Regions from separate parts of the Zea mays genome. Here region 1 is linked to region 2. A link is a contact called in public Hi-C data. All regions are on one chromosome and are shown on one strand. The core of a region is the stretch at or near the end of the contact, and the rest is flanking DNA. Distances in the headings are between cores, read along the strand shown.

Region 1 (6,829 bases), core at 1,157-3,656, 330 kb after region 2:
TGGGTATGTATAGATTACTCGTACCTACAAATATTAAACATCTATCAAAATAATACATTATACAAACGTCAATGATATCAATCTAAATACTATTACAAAATTTCGAACGTCATTCAATCATCTATCCAACAACACCATGGATAATTAGATAAAGTAGCAACACTAGGATAGTACCACATAACACATTGCATGTTCCATTGTGTGGTCATCAAAATAGTCATTAAACCTTCTATGACATTATCACAAAAAAGTCAGTAAAATAGTCAAAATATATGGATGGCCGAAGCACAATAACATGTATGAATGAGGGCGAAACGTTTTATATCCCTTAGGTGAATATTTTTACCTAATAAAAAACTAATGGATAAAATATTTAGTCCATATAAATAACATCGGGTCGGGTATCGAGCCACAGGACCGTCTGCTGTCGATGAGCAAGACAAAACTGGGTATCGAGCCGCGGGACCGTCTGCAGTTGATGAGCAAGACAAAACTGGGCGCCAACACAGCGCTAGCTGTACTGTAAACTTTAAGGTCGCCAACGGTTAATGGCTACTCCACTACCCTGAGACCGAAAAAGAAATGGATGGATCGTCGTTCAGGGTAGGGATGAAATGAAAGCAGGTGTTCAGTGAACAGATGAATGCTTGTGGTGATCTCTGGAAGCTGCGTATGGATGTTCAGAGAGGTGGATGGATTTTTCGGCGATGGTTAATGAAGCCTCATGATGGTCGTAGCAGCGACCAGTTGAACACCATGTTGAGTTGCCATTGCTAGCAGCTCACAAGTAGTAACACCGTGTGTTGAGTTGCCATTGCTAGCTTAGTAGTAGATAGTAACGACGCAGATGAAAACACACAGGGACACTTCAACGTAAGACCGTAAGAAATACTCCCCAGACAATGCTTTACGTGTGTACAGGGCTACTGTAGGATACTAGCTACATCTAGATCCACGATGCAACTATCATCTTTCAGTGGGTACTGCTACGAACATTCTGCAGAGATAAGATACGACTAGCGCTACGCCGCCTTTACCTTTCATACGTACTACAGAATACGCACACAGTACGCAGGTAGTACAGACAGACAGCTGCTTTAGCAGATGTGGTAGCCAAAGCTGGGGAGTACACCCCTGTCTCGCTCAACGCGGCACGCCAAACCGTGGCGGCGGTGGCGAGCTGTGGCCGGGAAGCAATCAGCGCCGACGCCGAGGAAGAAAAAATGGCACTGGCAGAGTAGGGGCCGGGGGACATCCCGTCGCCGAAGGCCGTGAAAGAAAGAATCCGCTCGCGGAAAAGCAAGGGCAGGAGCTCACGTGTCCGTGGATCCGCCCCGTCTCCAGAGCCCAGACTTTGGCAATGGCAGCAGATGTTTAATTCGCATCAGGGCGTCAGAGAGAAGAGTGAAGGAAACGCTGCTGAGCAGTTTGCTGTGTGGGGACTGCAGGAGCAGCGACCGCAGGGAACGGAAAAGCGTAACAGCGCTACAGGAGCAAACGAAACGAAACGAACCAAATGAAGGTTTTTTTCCTTTCTTTCTTTGTTTTTCAGAAAAAAAAAAACACCAAATGAGAGAAAAAGGCAAGCCGGAAAAGGTAAAGTCGTGCATCCTTGAAACGAGACAGGGACGAGCTACACCTGCCCGGCTGCCCCCCATGGGAAAAGAAGGCGAACAAACAAGGGCTATTACCTGCTGCACTGCTGGCAGAAGCGCATCTCGCGGCCGGCCACGACGACGACGGGGGTCTTGGAGTGCGCCTCGCACACCTTGTGCCGCCGGTGGTAGTCGCGGCACTTGCTCAGGTCCGCTCTGCACCCATCCACCGCGCACGACGGGCACTGCTGCTGCTGCTGCCCGGCGGGGCGCGGCCGCTTCGTCGCCCCCGCCGCGGCCTCCCTCTCCCTGCAGGCCGTCGCCGCGCCCGCGCCGAGCTCGCACTCGCCCATCCCGCCCAGCTTCAAGTCCACAGAGCACTCGGCGGGTGCCCCTGCTCCGGGCGGGCGGCTCTCCGTCCCCGTCCCCGTGCCCGTGCCCGCCGCGGCAGTATCGGTGGCGTGGCCCTCGGACGGCCCCGCTGCTGCCGTGGCGGCCGCGTGGTCCTGCTCCAGCTCCGCGAGGTCCCACGCGCCCACCGCCTTGAGATCCCAATCCATGCCCGACGTACGCCGCACGCGCGCGCGCGCCGACGTTGCAACCGCTAGTCCTAGTCCTTGCACTCGCGCGCCCGCTGCAGCTTCCGTTCCTTCCCTCTCATTCAGCGGGCGTTTCTCTGTCGACACTACAGGCGACGAGGAGGTGGCACAGCAACAGTGAGAGCTGCAGCTGCGGCGGGCGGCTGGATCGATGGACACGAGAGGTGTGAGGTGCGATGCAGCTGCTGCCTGCTGCTTCGGAGGAGGAGGAATGGAAGGTGCGGGCGGTGTATAGATAGATAGCAAGGCAGCAGCAGGCAACAAAGCCCCTGTTTGTTTCAGCTTTTTTGAGCTTCTGGCCACCAAAAGCTGTTGTGGACTGCCAAACGCTCAGCTTTTCAGTCAGCTTCTATAAAATTCGTTTGAGTAAAAATCATTCAAAATCAACATAAACACATAATCGGTTGAGTCGTTGCAATAGTAGGAATCCGTCACTTTCTATATCCTGAGTCCTATGGACACCTTTATCTTCCTCCGCACGTAATCCTAATGATACACAGATTCTCTACACAGCCAGATTCTTCCTACAGCCAGATTCTCAGAAAAGCTGGTCAGAAAAAAGCTGAACCAAACAGGCCCAAAGATTTGCAGCAACAGAAGCGATGCCCAAGAGGCCCGGAACTGGGGGTGGAGTGGGAGCAGTCAGTACTTTGCAGACACAGACAGTTGCGACTGTAGCAAGGGAGGCAGGACGGAAACAGTGATAAATATTAAAAGTATTTTTATTTTTATATTTTTTAAAAAAATGAAATTGGAAACGGTAACTCAAGAAGTGGAAATGATATCAGTAATTCGTGGACATCAAAAACAAAACTTTGGTATAAAAATAAACGTATGGAATCTAAAATACAATTGGTAAAAATATAATATTCACCTTCAATTGACTTCAAAAATTCATACAAGTTGTATATGCACATAAAAATTAGTAATAATATATAGGTATTCAAAAAATCATGAAGGATTAAAGCATGCCTCACAAAACCATTAAAGCAATATCTCACAAATACAAGTGACAAATTGTCCCCCTAGTTCTTCTTAGTTCTCAAGTTCTCGTGCAAATTATGAATATATGTATCAACAGTAATAATTGGTAAGAAACTATAAATAAGATCAAAAAAAGGTTTCAAACAACTCTAAGGTATATTATATACTATTAGACTATAGATCTTGATTTTAGGAAAAATTATAAAATTAGTTTTATATTTTTTTCTACATTAAGATAGATTTATTATGAATTTATAAAGATTAGTTCAGATTTAAAATTTTCTGAAAAATAATGAACTTATTATCGACAGTAAAATACCGAATAAATACGGTAATTTCCGAAAAAAGTTAGAAAAGACGCAAATAGTTTTTGTTTCCAATTTTTTTTTACAGATTTCGTTTTTGTTTTCACTAGTACAATTTGGCTCAATACAAGCGGTAGTCTTTTTACATCACATGCGGTTCGGTTAGAAAACCGCCTGGGATGTCTCAGGCTATTCGGACCGCCTATGATGTATTAGTATCACAAGCGGTTTTTGTATCGGACCGCTTGTGGTTCTCTATTCTTTTCACAAACGGACCGTAATGAAAAACCGCCTGTGATTGTGATTTGATTACCATATTAATATTTTAATTTTTAACGGAAATATGAAAATACAATTTAAATGAATTAATATTTTAATTTTTAACAGAAATATGCAAATACAATTTAAATGAATTAATATTTAATTTTTAACAAAAATATGCAAATACAAATTAAATGAATTAATATTTAATTTTTAACAGAAATATGCAAATACAATTTAAATGAATTTTAATAGCACACATAGATAACTAGAGAGATTTTAAATTAATTGGCAACCACAATGCATAGTCGATCATACATGCTAACAAATACAATTTGATTCATACATTTTTTCATGAACTACCATTTTTCCGCATGTATGGCTTTAAGTTCTTATCAATTTTCTTTTCCACACGCTTGATTCTCTCTGGACCGTTAAAGACGAACATCTCTTCATACTTATTGTATCATCTCCGTCTCCCACATTCTCAACTCCAACAATTTTTTGCTTTCCAGAAATAACTACATGCATCTTCTCATCTGCTGGATCGAGTACATAGAACACTTGTGCAACACATTCGGCGAGAACCCATGAGTCATCTTTATATCCTACTTTATTTAAGTCTACCAGTGTGAGTCCGTAGTTATCCACTATCACCCCCACGGGATGTTGTACCCATTGGCACTTAAATAAGGGTATTTTCATGCTTGGGCCATAATCAAGTTCCCATATTTCCTCTATGAATCCAAAATATGTGGTCTTCTATCCATGTAGGTCAAAAGCATCGATACGAACACCGCTATTTTGTGCAACACTTTTCATGTCTTTTGATTTAGTGTAGAATGTGTACCCATTGATGTCATATGCTTGCCATGATGTCACAAAACACGATGGCCCAGAAGCCAAATTCTTCATTGTTTTCTCTTCCATAGAGTCTTCGAATGGGATGTTTTTGTCCATTAACCATTCGCTGAAACGATGTTTGTGCTCCCTCATGATCCAGTTCTCTGTGCGGTTCTGATTTTCTTTACGAAGCTCATCCAGGTGTTCCTCTATGTAAGGCTCGGCTATCGTGAGATGTTGTAGTACACTACCATGAGCACAATGTACTAGCTTGTAATCCTCAACGCGAAAAGTTTTCCTGCCCATTCTCCCTCTCCCACATAGTTTACCCTCATGTTTAGGTACAGGCACACCTATCATTGTTCCGTCACTGATGTAATCTATACAGCTCTCAATCACTTCTTCTGTAGTGTATCCCTCCATGATTGAACCCTCTGGGTGAGCGCAATTTCGCACATAACCTTTTAATACTCTCAGGTATCGCTCCAACTGAAACATATGATGTAAATATAGTGGCCCTAATATTTTTATCTGATCCACGAGATGTATGATTAGGTGTACTTGCTTATCAAAAAATGATGGAGGAAAACACATTTCAAGCTTGCACATAGTCTCGATGATGTATGCCTTTAGATAGTCCAAGTCTTCTAAAGCTATTACTTTTTGTGAAACCGCATTGAAAAAGTAACACAGGCGTGTGATGACAACTTTTACATGCTCTGTTTTGAGGGCTCTTACCGCAATTGGGAGGAACACCGTCATCATCACATGGCAGTCATGAGAGTTGTAGCCAAATAGAGACAAGTCCTTCATCCTGACTAGTTTGCTGGTATTGGATGAGAAACCTGTGGGCACTTTGACCCCACGCAAACATTTGCAAATCTTTGTTCTCTCCTCAACTGACAAGTTGTAGCTAGCTGGGGGGAGGTAAGGCTTCCCTTTGCCACTATCCACTGGATGAAGTTCCGGTCTGATTTGAAGATCTACTAGATCATTGCATTATTTAAGTCCATCCTTTGTCTTACTCGGCATGCCCAGCAAGGTTCCAATGATGTTGTCAAAAACATTCTTTGTTACATGCATCAAATCAATGCTGTGGCAAATTTCCATATCCTTCCAGTATGGGAGGTACTTGAAAAAATTGATTGCTTCTTGAAAGTTATGTAAGTTGAAGGGTCAGTTCTCTTTCTCTTTTCTCCTTTGTTTTTTCCCTTTCCGAATACAACATGAATGTTCTTTACAATTTCAAAAACAAGTTTCCCATTATAAGGCTTTGGTGCACCTTCACTTTCCAGTTCATTGTTAAATTCCTCTTTCATCTTTTGGTACTTATGCTGCTTCATCAAGAACCGTTTGTGTCCCATGAACACCAACTTCTTGGATGATTTAAGGTACATGGAAGCAGTTCCATCGACGCACACTACACAACCATTCTTTCCTTTAGTCTTTTGCCCTGATAGTGTGGCGCCACCGAGAGAATCATGGATGGTAACAAATATAATTGCTCTTAAGTTGAAATACTCATGGCAATACTCATCCCATATTCTAACTCCTTCATTCCAGAGCTTTGTCATATCTTCCATAAGAGGTTCTAGGAACACATCAATATCAACACCAGCTGATTTCGGACCATGAATAAGAATAGTCAACATAATGTACTTCTTTTGTGACACGGCCATGATGGAATGTTGTACATCGTTAAAGTCATGGGCCAGGTGCTATGTACACTTCTTTTTTCACTAAATGGATTCATTCCGTCTGTACCCAAAGCAAATCTTACATTTCTGGTTTCTTTGGCAAACTCAGGATTCATAAGGTCGAAATTTTTCCATTGTGATGCATCAGCAGGGTGTCGAATCTGTTTATTATTCTGCTTGCAATTTTCAGCATGCCAACGCATAAGCTCGGCCTCCCTAGGATTTGAGAACAAACGTTTTAAACGATCAATTACTGGAAGATACCACATCACCAAAGCTGGGATCTTTGACTTCTTTTTCCCATCCATGTCATCAAAAGTGTCATCGTCACTTTCACGTCCAATAGTGGATTTTCCATCCATCTTCATAAAAAATCTTTAAATTAGATCAACTACAAGTCCAAATCTTGGAATTCCTGAGTTTTTCTTCAATTCCGGTCTATATTATAAAATTGAGGCAAAAAATCGTATCAAAATGAGAAAGAAAACAAACGGAGATCATATATATGCATAAACTCTTGAAATCAATCAATAAACTCAAAAACA
Region 2 (7,114 bases), core at 3,937-6,436:
CAAATTCAGGGCCGAGATTATAACATTTGCACCTATTGCTCATATGGGTATTGTTCGTACTTTAGTTGCAATGGCTTCTTCTTAGATAATCTATTAGATGGATGTTAAGAATGTTTTTCTTCATGGTGATTTAAACGAAAAAGTTTGGGAAATTTGGATCCATACCATTAAAAGATCACCACTTTGGATCCATACCATTACTATCTCACTTACATGTGGGTCCACATGAGTCAATGACATGTGGGGTCCATGGTATATATCTAAAGTTTGGATCTTTTAATGGTATAGATCCAATTGTTCCAAAAAGTTTATATGCAACCACCACTAGGTGTTGATGCCCCCTCCAGGCAGCGGCGGGCCCAGGATTTTAGGGATGGGTATTCGAAATTGTTAAGCGGCATTTTTTTGTATGTATAATACCATATAAAGCCTAACAATTTGGTATGTGTAATACCAAAATATATTACATAACAACAATTTTATAGTATACATATGTTATATATTAAACAAAATCAAGTCTTAGATGAGCATAAAATTGATCAAAAATTGTAATTCTTCAGTACTAGTTATAAGAGCCAACATTTGAAATATATAAAGGATAATGAATATCTAAATGATAAGAAGGTTACATTACAAGAAAATTTTCGATCCTTCATATTTTGAGAACAAGCGATGATATTTTTATCTTTGGCTTGCAAGAAGAATTCTCTTCAATAAATGTAACAAAGCAGCCATTCAACAATGCTCATAAGTATCAGAAGAATAAAACAACATAATTACATTATTTTTACTTATATAAATTTAGAAAAATGTTGACACAAATACAGACTTGTGAAATAAACAAACATTCGTATGAGGTTGCTGATCGACTATAATTGTATACCGCATGAGGTTGTAAGATGAATTAATCTATTTTTAAGAAAGCTGAATTAAATACTGATAAATAAAAAAGTGAAGGACTAAATGCCAAGCAAAATTGTTTTTGTTTCCTTTGAAAATGAAAATAAGTGGTGTATGCCTTGTCCGGAATTCACGTGCGTGTGTAAAAAAATGGGGGTGTGGAGATTTGAACTGTTGCCGTGAGGAACAAGGTTGAGTGCCTCCACCATTACACCTCAGGGGCGGGCCCACTTCAATTCATGGGTATTCAAATGAATACTCAAGTTTTTTGTCAAGAAAATTAGTATATATAGTGTATAGTACATATACTAACAACTCGAGTGGATCGCAACTAACTCGGTTGTGATAAGAATCCCATGCGGATTCGATCGTTGCGTACGACGACTGAAGGCTGATCTGGTTGAGGAGATGATATGGGACCCCACCTGGCGGTGGCAGTAAGGACGCGGGTCCAGGGCTGATCGACCGGACCCACCTGGCCACATGGCGGTGGCTTGTTTGTCCGAGGCGCGCGCGTGCGTGGCTGAGGCACCGAGGACAAGGCCGACGCGGAGTGAGGCGGGCTGACGCCTGGGGCCCATGCGTAAGTGACACTAGAGAAAGAAAAGGGGATGGGAGAAGTGGGTTGGCGTGAACAGGGGTTTAGGGGAGAGGGCTGAGAGAAGGAATATGGTCCACGAGTGCAGTGATGAGGTGAGCCCTTTCTCTTTTTTCTATTTCCTATCCAACTTTAAATTTGAATTCAAATTTGGTTTTGAAATTTAAATTCAGGTTTAATGCAAAGGCAAGAACTCCAGCATGAATGCAAAATATAATTTGGTTGATTGATTTGTTTATTATCCCATTTAAGCAAAGGCTTTTTTTGAGTATGTAACACAAAAATAGAGAATAAAATGATTTCTAGTGTGTAAAATCTTTTAGAGAGTACTTATAAATATTGAAGCATATATTTCAATAGAGGAATAAGCAAACTGATATAGGGATACTTTTATTAAATTTAGCTAGGACTTCAAAAAGCTTTATGATACAGGACTAACTTTAGCTAGTAGTGTTCCTCCGGGTACCTTTTTCTCAGGGTCAGGGAATCACAGTAGAGTGCCTAAAACTCCTGGATGTTTTTTTAAGAAAGCATTTAACATATTGAAGCATGCATATATGCATATGACCCATAATACTTGTCTGTGTCACTCTGTTACGTATATGTGATTCTACTGCGGGGATCCTGTTAAAAATCAGTATGATCCATCACGCCAACTCATTTCTGCGCATACATTTGTTTCACACATGTTTTTCTCTTGCTTTAGGGTCTAAAGTTGGATTGGATGGTAGCAAAAGATGAAGAGGAGGACGAGGCACAGTCGATGTTTTCTTTCAAATCAGCTTGAAATTTGCTTCGCCTGACCTGTATGGGCTGGCACTTTGCTATGGTCCCCCAACCGAAGCGTCTTCTTTCAACTGCATATAGGATGTCAGTTGTTAGCTGTAAGCATAGATGTCGAACACGAACTGCGTGCTGTAAATATGCAAGGCGATGTAAGCGAACTGGCAGAATTTGCTCAGTAGCAACCTTTGCTGGAGGTGATGGAAAGTTTCCTGCTGGTTTTCTTGAACTTTGCCGTGTACGCCTACCAGAATTTCCGTCCTGGAAGGTTCCATATTATTCCAATTCATCCTGCTTCTGTGATGCTTTTAATTCGAGAAGCATAACTTTTTGGGATAATTATGATTATATCCTTCGCTAGACTTGTAATTATTATTTTACCCTCTATTTTTTAACTTCGTGATTTTACGTACCGTTTGTCCCTTATGCCGTTAGTGAAAATCATTAAAAATAAAAATAAAATCAGAATTAGTGATTAAAAAGTTTAAAATATGAAAGGAAGTGGTTGAAAGGTCCGAACTATCCTTCTTATACTAGATACAACCTCAATAGAGGTAAAATCATAATTACATAAATATAATGAGGGATGAAATTATGATAAATTGTATTAGTATTTTTGTGTTTTCACATCAAAAGATACTTTTATGTACGAGTCACGTAACCTTTTTATACCAAATGGAACCTTTTTGAGTTTATCTCAAGTGAGTAGATCTTTTTGATTTTTTTATTTTATTTTTTTGCTTCTATAGCTCAAGGGGGAAAACCAATTTTGGTACCGTAAATTTCTTCTTTTGAGGCGATGATGGCTCGGTCGTTTGTTCAAGATCTTTGGGTGGTGGGGAAGGTGAATAATTGAATGCATGGTGATGCTAGTGGCAGAGATAGTGAGTTAGGTGATGACGGATTGTCAAGAGCTGGCACAATCGATGATGATGGTAGGTTAGAAAGAGACTAGGTAGGTGAAGGTAATGGGTTAGAAAGAGGATCTACAGGTGATGACAGTTGGTTAGCAACAAGATCGGCAAGTAGTGACTGCTGAGTTAGTGACATGGCTTGAGAGGATGGTGGTGGCTCACACAACTAGACATCCCGTCGCGGCCAAAGGATGAAATTCTTGATAGCCTTTCCATGTTTCTCAATCCCCTTAAGATTGAGGTTGTCTAGCATGTCATTCTCGTATCCTTGGATGACTGTCGACACTTCTACTCTGCAGTAGTCTTCTAGAATGTCGCGACCATGGTACTAGCGTCCTAGGATCGATGACTGTCGCCACTTCTACTCTGCAGTATCCTTGGATGACTGTCGACACTTCTACTCTGTAGTAGTCTTCTAGAATGTCGCGACCATAGTACTAGCTAGCGTCCTAGGATCGCAAAGCATGTGGTTACTTCCCTTGTACGAATATTATTAATAACGTATCTTATCACTAGGGAGTACAGCGTAGGCCTACTGATGTCGTCAACTAGATAGCGAACCTTGTTTGTCATAGACGTAACACGACACTGCTTGGAACGGTTGGACACTGCGTGACCAATGGTTGTGTTGCTGGAACTTAGATGCAGTTATCCTTATTTGTTGAACAGATATCGCACTCGTCCATTGCCGCATCAACTCAGGAGAAGGATTAGATAGTATTTAAGACATCGATCATGTCTTTGAAGTCTTTTTAGCATCCTCCTTAAAATAATCCGTCATTGTTTCCTTGTATCGATCGTGTTTTTTTTGTACATACCTTCTTACTACGGTCTAATTAATATACAGCCACACACCGTACGTACGGGCCGGGGCATGCATGTGCATGCGCAAATTAAACGCGGTAGAGATAAAACCCAGATTAATTAATGGCGCTCGATAGAGCGGCGGCGGTAATAGACGAGCGCGACGAGCGAGCTAGCGCGCTGCGCGCGGACGGGCGACGACGCGGACGCGGTGGTGCAGTACGTTGCTGTGCGCGACGCGACGCACGCACGCAAAGCTAATAAGGACGCCGTGCATGCCATGTGCAAAAAAAAAGATGTCAGACGCGACTGGGCAGCGCGCGTACAAAAGCGATCAACGCGTACGTACATAACTGAGCAGTGCAGGGGGTTGATGTCGTCGATCCGCGGCGCTGCGTACACATGCATGAAACCGTACGTGTCCAGTCATCCAGGCACGACTCAGAGATTACACTACGTACTAGCAGACACAGAGACACGAGGCCAGCATGCACGTACCGCGTACGTACCCCCCCCCCCCCCCCCCCTACGTACGTTGCGATCTGCTCCCTCCAATCAAGCACGTACAGGCGCGCGCCGCTCGTGAGTCGTGATCTATCGGTCCCATGCATGCATATATATGCAGACCGCCGCCACAATTGCACGATGCACCACTACCTGCCAGCACTACTGCACTAGCACTGTAGCAGTAGTGTCCTTTTTTATTTTTCGCGTTTTAGTTTAAAATGAACTAGCTATCGACAACAAATATTACATAACACAGGTTAACTGCCTTTGGCAATAAATCGGCGTTATATGCATGCATGCAACACAAGAGCAACCCCAGCTAGCCCTGCGGCGGAACGGAAAGGGACAGGGGGAAAGGGGACATGGCGACGAGCCGATGACGACAGGGTCGATCGGCTAGTATCGTAGCGATGGCGCGCGCGGTCGGCGCCCCGGGCCCTTCCTCTCACCGGCCGCTCCCTGGACCAGCAGTCCTGCCACCACGGCATGCACCGCCACATGGGTCTCTCTGCCACCGCAGATGGATCGCCATCGGGGCCGGGGCGCCGTGGACCACCGCCGGCGGCGCGCGGTCGCCGGATTGGCTGCCGGCGCTGAAGCCTACTACTAGTAGTACTCTCTAGCTCTAGGGGCAGACCGCAGACGAGCAGTAAAAAAGTAAAGGCCTGGAGCCGTGGTCCCTTGTCCCTGGACCCTGGGCGCCGCGCGGTGGGCCCTCTCAATCAGCGCGCCTCACGTGCGCATGCATGGAGGAGGCGGCCGTACCCGTACGAACGGCCGCGAATGGAAGGGAAGGAAACGAGACGATCTCGTGGACGCTTGCACTCACTGCACGGGGTGACTGCAGGCGTGTACTACGACATGTACGGACAATATCGGAGGAGCCCGTACGTACGGGCTGCTTCTCACTGGGACAAATAAAAGCGGCACGTACGTACCGTACGTGCGTGCGTTGGTGGTATATACTACAAAATACGCTACGGGCCCATGATGCGCAAATAATGCGCCATATGATGATGTCACTCTCACTGCTAGGAGATTGACGTTTGAGGAGGAGCGCGTCATGTCCAAATAGACGCGCGCTGCATGTCCAACGTTCAATTCAAATTAAGAAAACAACATGCAGTTGTCCACCTTCCTAGTTACAACGACTCCTTCTATCCTAAAACAAACTTATACTTTTGGAGCGATTCATTATTTTTATATATATATATATATATATATATATATATATATATATAGAGGGCAGGTATAACGGGAGCCCAGAGCTTCGGATATTAAAGGAAGCCCAGGTCGGTTCCCGGTCTGGCCGATGGAACAGGCGCGCCTGTGTTTTAACGTGGGGCTGAGAGGCGGCATGCAGGTTAGACGGCGCCGTGACGCGGTTGTTTGAATGGTAAGGGAATTGCGCGGAATTAAAGGGAATATATGCCACATGCAAACGTGATTACTGGGATACGTGGGCGCGTAAATGGATCTTGCATGGTAAGTAATGTGCAGAAGGTAAAAAAACATGAAGCATAAGATTTTGAAAGATATGGCATAAAACCGAAGCGGCAGAATAGATGCATAAACATTATATACCGATTGGCGTAAAACGTTGTGTCATTGTGCGTAAATTTTATATTATGAATTTTAGTTTGACAAAGACGTCGCCATAATATCGGGACGGTTTCGGAAATAATGGGGAGACCCTTTAAACGTGGATGCAGTTACTTTAATAGTATCCGAGATTTACTTTCATTCGGAAAAAAGACCACTAAGCCTGCATAACTAATCGGAGTTGGAGATGGCCGGCTCTGGAGGGTCGCCGGCGATGGAAGGAGATGACGTTCGTCTTGATCCAGAGACAGAGGGAGGAGTTGGTGGTAACTCATTGGTGACACCACCGCCTGCTCTAATGGGTCCTGAGATCGCCGAGATGAGCATAGGGGAAGAAGGAGAACAAAGGGTTCGACCTCCTATGTCCAATATTAGCTCCAGGGAGATGGATACGCCACAGATACTGCGTTCACATGTAAGTCCAATCGATGCATTTTGATTATTGATTGATTATATTGTTGTGAACATATTCCATGGTACAAACAACAATGACAATGAAATAGCAGGCAAAAACCATTGATCCAACTATAGTGCCAACGGTAGGGATGACTTTCAAGGATGTTGATGATGCATATAAATTCTATAAAAGGTATGCATATGAAGTTGGATTTCCACTGAAGAAATACAGAGAGAAGACATTCAGTAAGTGGATAAATTGTTCACGTGAAGGTAAAAGTGCAGCAAAATCTAATGATACACCTAGGATGAGGAATAGATCATCGGGGCGTACACAATGCAAAGCTGGAATAAAATTAAAAAAAATATATGATGATGAAAACAAAATGGTTGTAGCTACAAAAATTGAACTGGTAAACTTAGAGCATAACCATGAGTTCATAACTGACGAAGCAGAGAAACAACATTTACGTTGCAACAAAATTAGGGATGCTGAGTTCATAAATTTTGTGGATGCAATGCATGATAGCCGAGTGCCGCAGCATTGCATAGTTGATTTCATATCAGAAATGCATGATGGGCCGGAGAACGTACCGGTAACTGCTCAAGA

What was found. Hi-C and Micro-C count contacts between places; a contact is called where the count stands out from the background.
Region 1: a Hi-C map of leaf shows a contact between it and region 2, with 2.1 times the contacts expected there. The contact joins the promoter of not1 here to the enhancer-like site in region 2. A contact is called at or near these places in 3 of 25 Hi-C or Micro-C datasets (leaf and tassel).

Annotation. Positions count from the first base shown.
Region 1 is chr4:46,925,853-46,932,681 of Zm-B73-REFERENCE-NAM-5.0, forward strand. not1 (neighbor of tga1) reads right to left here and starts at 2,407. Exons shown (of 3, transcript NM_001362260.1): 1 at 1,692-2,407. The coding sequence starts at 2,155.
Region 2 is chr4:46,593,280-46,600,393 of Zm-B73-REFERENCE-NAM-5.0, forward strand. It overlaps LOC100382753, which reads left to right. Exons shown (of 9, transcript NM_001175468.1): 9 at 2,205-2,652. The coding sequence ends at 2,285. Among protein-coding and RNA genes, the nearest start is that of LOC103653211, 5.5 kb to the right of the region's middle. Within about 2 kb of position 5,187, at least 17 of the 20 cell types and tissues checked have an H3K27ac peak or open chromatin away from gene starts, as enhancers often do. A contact at or near this core is called in leaf and tassel, where this site is marked.